Linked DNA regions of Anas platyrhynchos: region 2 is linked to region 1. A link is a contact called in public Hi-C data. All regions are on one chromosome and are shown on one strand. Each heading gives the region's core, a stretch centred on a gene start, on an enhancer-like site or on the middle of the called end of the contact. The rest is flanking DNA. Distances are from core to core; before and after follow the strand shown. Region 1 overlaps PLEKHH1 (pleckstrin homology, MyTH4 and FERM domain containing H1). Region 2 overlaps ZFYVE26 (zinc finger FYVE-type containing 26).

Region 1 (3,305 bases), core at 476-2,975:
GTACCAGACCAGAATTCACTCACAGATGTCCCCCTGCAGATTTCGTGATGGAGGTTTCTGTTGCAAAGCTTTAATTTTTATATACTATGTAATAGAAAAATGAATCATTTTGTCACTCTTGGCTGCGTTTATGCTGATCCCATTTATTTCTTTATCTTCTATGTTCCACAGTACTTTTTTTCACCTTCCCCTCAAGTCTTGACTGTACGTTTCACCTGTTTGTCTTTCCTCTCTCCATAATATTTTTTAAAGATCTGTGACGTCATTTCCAAATGGGAACAAGCCTTAAAAGAATTGCACCCTGGGAAATATGAAGGTGGCACAAGAATCGTGAAATTGACCTATAAGAACAGGTATTGTGCTTCCTTTGTTGGCCTCGCTACTGCTGTTAATTAAACACTCGTAGACCACATATATCTCTGTAGATGGCCGGTAATTTATAGTACTGTTAGTGCCAAAAGTATTTTAGCTAAGATGATGTCAGATCCTACATGAGATGCAGTGACTTTTGTCTGTGTGTGGTATGTGTATACAAGAGGGTATATGGTCTAGAGATAAAACCCAAAGCACTTTGCAATAGTGGAACAGAATTAAAATGGGCTAAAAACTAGCTACTTGGCACAATGTCATTTGTCTAGATCCTAAAATGTAATTAAATAACACGTGTTAGGTGAGAGCAAGAGAAACCTGGGGAAATAATCACCAGTGAAAATGAAACTTGCAATTAAGCAAGGAATTATGAAGTTGAAAAGGATACAAGAACAACACTCTAAATGGCAAGAGCTTTAAGGAGACATGTAGTAGCAGTGCCTAGACTTTATAAGGAAAGAGATAAATGTTCAATCTAGATGATGAGAGATAACAGAGGAGAAAACTATGAGACACAGGTATAAAACTAAAACTGGAACAAGTTCATCATTTATATTAGAAACAGGAATTCTGAATTAAAGTGAATGGAGAGCTGTGCATGAGAACTAGTAATGGCTTTCTGCCTGTGAATTCTGTTTGGAGGCGAAACAACCCTCCTCCCCCCAGATTAAAAAGCCACAAAGTTTTGCATTGAACACATGAAGATTTTGGTGACAGTAGTGGTGAAACTAAGCTTCTGTGAGCTTTGAAGCAGAAATTATTGCTTTTGACTCAAAAGTATTTTTTTCAGGAGTGAACCTTTGCAATATTATTTTGTTGGACTGGGATGTGCTTAGACTGTACAGCAAGGATATTTTGATAAGGTCTTTCCAAGGTTGGTCTGTTCTAACTGCAAGGACTCTGATAAGATGTGTAAGGTCACTACGGTCCTCATGGTGTTGTGAGTTTTGAATTGATATAAAATAATTAACTGAACCACTAGAATTAGTATCTTCTGTGGCACTGTGTAATATATCATCATAGGTATAGCTTTAAAATGATATTTGAAGTAGATGGTGTGGACTGTAATAGGCATGCATGAGGAATGGTTTGGGGAAGCATTCCCCCTGCTCGTATTTTCAGCCTGCATTAGTCATCTTGCTGTACCAGGTCAAAGAAATTGAGCGTAAAGAGAAAAATCAAAGCTTCCTAGTAGTTTTTACAAGAATGCCTTACTTTTTGCAATAAAGCCTGCTAATTGGGTTTCTTATTTCCCGCTAAAACAATTTTTTTAATAACAATCTCAGAGTAAGCACTCAAAACAGAGTTGGTAAAAATAACAAGTCTGCAAGGCCACCATGTAGAAGTTTGTACAATTCTTACCTTAGAGCAGAGAGAGCTCTGTATTCTGTGATAAGCAGAGAAGGCCATCTCTTAAATATTGCCTGTCTGTGCTTGATGGGGACAGACAGACACTAATCACCTATAATCCTCTACTTTTTAGGCTGTATTTTCGGAGCCAAGCCAAGGGTGAGACAGACCGGGAGCGGTTGCTGCTGGCCTTCCAAGTCAGCAATGAAATAGTCAGTGGAAGGTTTCCTGTTAATAAAGAATTAGCTCTGGAAATGGTTGCTCTGATGGCTCAGGTGAGCATTATTACAGGCAGAAGTCATTGTTTCTTGGTCCTCTAGAGAGTACAGCTGTATGCTGAATGTCTTTGAGTAAGCAGCTATCTTTTACATCAAAAGTGATATTTCTTACCAAAAATACGGTCTGAGGTGTACCGTGCCAAACGCATCACACCAGCATAGCTGTATCAGTAGAATACCTTTTGCTATAAGGAAATTTCCTGTGGAACATCCTCTTCTTTCCTTCTGAAGAAAAGTATTGGAAAACACGATGGGGCTGGACTCTCCCCAGAACTGCTCTGATTAGTGCCTTAGTAAAGATATGGAAATAGTATTGCCTATTAGAAGTCTGTTTAATAGTAAAAGCTTTCACCATTGCACTGCCAATAGCCTCTTATTATTATTCAAGGAACAGCATTTTGTAGAATTTTCCATTAGACCTCCAGGCTTACGTTTAGCATTTTACCGCATAAAACGCATTGTAAGAGTTGTGGGCATGATAAACAGCATAATCATTTTTTACTGAGCTGAAACCAATTGTTGCACTTGTTAAAACGATGTGAAAAGAGATGAAGAAGTTGGGAACATTGTCCATACTATTTACAAATAGGGTGTTGTTTTAATTGGCTAATTGAGAATAAACCCCAAAAGCTTGGCAGTTATACAGAAGTGTCTTCTTACATGTAGCTGGCCCAGATGTTGTTTTGCTTTTTCTTAGATCAGTAAAGAATTCCTTGAGCAGTCATGTCTCCCATAGTTGCTCTGTTGTACACTTATTGTTGTAAATACTGCAGACAAAATTCCCCAGCCTGATGTTTTGCATGACTAGTTAAAACAGTAGATAGCAGTATGGGAACCTGTGGAATGATCTATTGCACTAAAAACCCCACAGTTATGTTGTACTACAAACTTTACGGTACATGCTGTCTTAGGTGGAATATGGGGATTTGGATCGACCGGGATCTTCAAGCCCTGGGGGAACATCACAACCCAAAATGCAGCATCTTCTCCACCAGGTCTTAGACAAATTCTACCCCAAACGCTACAAGCAAAACATTGCTCCTGAACAGCTCAAGTAAGTTGTTTGTCCTCTTAAAGTCTGCACTGAAAACAATTTATTATGCTTGCAAAATTCTCTCTTGATACTTAAGAAGTTTCAAGGAGCTCATTAAGTTTATATTAACGTAGAAGCTTAAACAACACAAGTGTCAGAAAAAAAGGTTCCTTCAAAATAAAATGGTAGTTAACTAATAAAAAAAAAAAAGCCAAATCACCAACTAACTTTCCCCAAATTAAGAAGTTTAAGCCTTTCACTTCCAGATTATGCAA
Region 2 (3,305 bases), core at 347-2,846, 71 kb after region 1:
ATAAGCAACTGAAGGAACTTACCCAAGTCCACGCCTGTACCTGCCTCCACTCATGAGTAAACTTCACTTGATGAGAAGACACAGCACACATGAGGAAGCTTTTTAGAACTATAAAATGATTGATTCTCACTACCAGAATTCCCTTCTATGGACACCCACGTTTAATATACTTGCTGCAGTCTTCAACTTTCTCCACTACTCAAGTTGTTCCTATTTTGGTCACCACAATATTTAGACTGCCTCTTGGAAAACTCAGAAGCTGTAGACTCTTTCTGACACTACCTTAGTCACTTCCAAATTCACAAGCAACAGGCATTTTGAGGAAATAGTACTGCTTCTAAGCAATAAGACAAGACTGCCAGCACAACTGCAAAAATCAAAATTAATCTTTCACTTCGCAGTGAAAGCAGGTAACTGGTGCCTGTCTCCTCAGCTACGCTAAATAGAAATCAATGGTTAAAAATCCATGGACTAGCAATTCTTTCAAGCCTACAGTGATGTAGGCAAACTTGCTAAAGTAGCTAAGGGTTTTTAAGAAACATATTACAGGCAACTGTTGACATTAAGGTCACAGTTCTAATTTTTGCTCCTTACCATGGTGAAGCGTTCAGATTTGCAAACCATACATATTGTTTCAGTGTCATCGGGTATCCATTCTTGCTTTGGAGGAGGCTTTTCAGGTGGCACAAATTCCTGAGGAAACAAATTTTGCTGCAAGCTTCTTTCTCTGGGACTTGCAGATACTGTTACACCTTAAAAAAAGCCAGGACAAGACAAACATGGAAAGGGATTTAAGCTGTTTAATGGAGTCTTGAATACCAAAAAACACTACAGACTTACTGAGACTCACAAGACTATTATCAAGACCATTATCTTTCACCTAGGCATAGCAGAGTAACATTGTGTAAGGAGTATAAATGCTATAAGCTAAAACTCTAAGATTGTAAGCTTCTAATACTTCAACACTAATGAGCAAGAGTACATAATTATTAGTAGATCTTTACCACAACAATTAGAGAAGTATAAGGTAACTTCAACATCTATACTTGTACCATAAGCAGAGACTTGAAGGAGGGAAAGAAAACACACAGGAATATGAATACCAAATAAGTGGTATAGCATAAAACAGAACCTTAAGGATGCCCAGTGTTGACATTCCTGAAGACTAAGAATTTTCTTTATTATCTCAGGAGAGATACAGTATTGCTAGAAACAGCATATGCCTCCTTGTCTAGTCTGCTTTAAAACCTACTGTTGGTAAAAATCAGTTCAAAGAGGCAACAGTTTAAGTTTTTGGCTTTTAGCTTCTTTGACCTTGCCAAAGAAATATTAACTGAATCAAATTTATAGCAGTAGATAGACTCTTGGTTTATATGATGTGAGCCAGTTACACTTAAGGCTAACTAAAAAGTTCAACAGCCCTACAAGCCACCTTCTATGTACATGGACATTAAAATAAAGAAAAAAACTCCATTCCAGTAAAGCTAACTCATTCAAGTGGATGCTGGATTGCAAAGGAACATTAGAGAACAATTCACTCAGGTTTTGTAACAACATATAGATATTAAGCTGACCACTAGGAGAGAAACTGAAGAGCTACACAGCCAAATCCAAGACACGCTGTCACCTCACATATGCAGTGCAAGCAGAATCACCAGCTCAGTATAGATAACCAGATAACAGTTCAGAGCCCTGAACCGGAGATCAAGATAGCACAGGCCCATCACTCACTGAGAACCACCAGCCTTGGAGGTCTGCGGATACCCTTGGCTAGTCATTTCACTGAGAGCACACACTATGCATCTCTCACAATACGTATCTTCTGAAGCATGCATCTCTTGCATTAGATGCAGAATGGACCCTACAAATGAATTTGTGGTTGTTTTTAAACCACTAGTATTCTTGTTTTGGATTAAATTATTTTGTTTCTATTTATTTGCGTTTGAAGACTGTGAGTGGAGCCCTCTCAGACAATAACAAGGCGTGTTACCCCTCAGGTCACAAAAGGGATCCTAGAAAAAAATTAATTCAAGGACTGAAAGAAAGAAGAAAATAGACAAAAGGATGAGATTTCTACTGGAAAACCAAAGTTAAAATTGAGGAAAAAAAGAGATAATGAGAAAAAAAAGAGGAAGTACCACTACAGTGAGTGGGCTTCAAGAAAAGCTCTGCCTATACATCCAAAGATAGCACAGAAATCAAGACATAGGAAGATTAACCTGCAGCACCATTAATCCACTTACAACCTAGCTGTGACAAACAGATAAACCTTTTTCTTCCTGCAGATGTAATCCAGTTCTGTGTTCTGCTCAGACTTGTTTTTCCCCCCTGCAGTGCCTGAAATGGATTTGTGTGCTGACTCTTCAGATATTTTGTAGATATCTACCAAAAAAACAAAATAAAACTATGCCCTTCCTCTTCTCCTTCATGTCTTATTTTAACTGGGCCCAAATCACCAATACAGAGACCTACAGACCTGCATTGAACATGACCTAAGTTATTACTTAGTGGTAGTACACACTTCAAACATAGATAAGGGATAAAAAGAACAAATTGAAAGAAAATAGCATAGAGATCTTACCCTTACCAGTAAAACTGGCAGAAGACAGTTCTGATGATCCTGATTTAGACGTTGCTTCACACTCCAGTATTTGACTGAGATTTTCTTGGATACGTATCACAGAATCTAGGACAGAGTAAAAAATCAGAGAATATTGTTCATACATCTGCTTGTTTTAACAAACGTCACAGGAATACATTCACAGGAGTACATAACAATGTTAGTACAAACAGGATTAGCTGTGTAATTACAAATTATTATCTTTTAAGAAAATTAGCCCACAATGATTCACGTGCGACTATATAAAACGCAGAGAAAGGGATCCTTAGAGCAGTGGACTACTGACAGGCACAAGAATAATCCAGCAGAGAAAAAGTATTGTGTGTGAGAATAATAAATTGATACAAGGTACCCATTGCAAATATTGTTTCACATTGCAGCAGAAGGAACATACTTGCTAAGTTATAGGTCATTTGGCAGGAAGAGATAGACGATGCCTTGAGAGCTGCATCTTTAAATTATGAAATGGTATCAACATTTTGAAAACGCTATAAAGCGAGCTAGGACAACATATGTAGGAACAGGCAGACAAATACAGACAGGCAAGCACATCGTGCACTTCCAATGCAGTGAAACAAGACCACTGGACTTGATCTGGAGCACCCTCTGCTGTTCCAGTTACAAAACCCTCAAGCACAGAGCCAAATGCAGAACCGCTGACAACACAGATGAGAACTGATCGACA

The links. A called contact is a pair of places that touch in the nucleus more often than the background predicts.
Region 2: a contact with region 1 is called in a Hi-C map of subcutaneous adipose tissue, with 2.3 times the contacts expected there. The contact joins two enhancer-like sites. A contact is called at or near these places in 2 of 8 Hi-C or Micro-C datasets (liver and subcutaneous adipose tissue).

Annotation. Positions count from the first base shown.
Region 1 is chr5:37,946,321-37,949,625 of IASCAAS_PekinDuck_T2T, forward strand. It overlaps PLEKHH1 (pleckstrin homology, MyTH4 and FERM domain containing H1), which reads left to right. Exons shown (of 29, transcript XM_072038845.1): 23 at 253-353; 24 at 1,853-1,994; 25 at 2,909-3,051. Among named protein-coding and RNA genes, the nearest start is that of PIGH, 18 kb to the right of the region's middle. Within about 2 kb of position 1,726, at least 4 of the 8 cell types and tissues checked have an H3K27ac peak or open chromatin away from gene starts, as enhancers often do.
Region 2 is chr5:38,017,480-38,020,784 of IASCAAS_PekinDuck_T2T, forward strand. ZFYVE26 (zinc finger FYVE-type containing 26) reads right to left here. Exons shown (of 42, transcript XM_072038844.1): 27 at 2,588-2,686; 28 at 595-752. Among named protein-coding and RNA genes, the nearest start is that of VTI1B, 24 kb to the left of the region's middle. Within about 2 kb of position 1,597, at least 1 of the 8 cell types and tissues checked has an H3K27ac peak or open chromatin away from gene starts, as enhancers often do.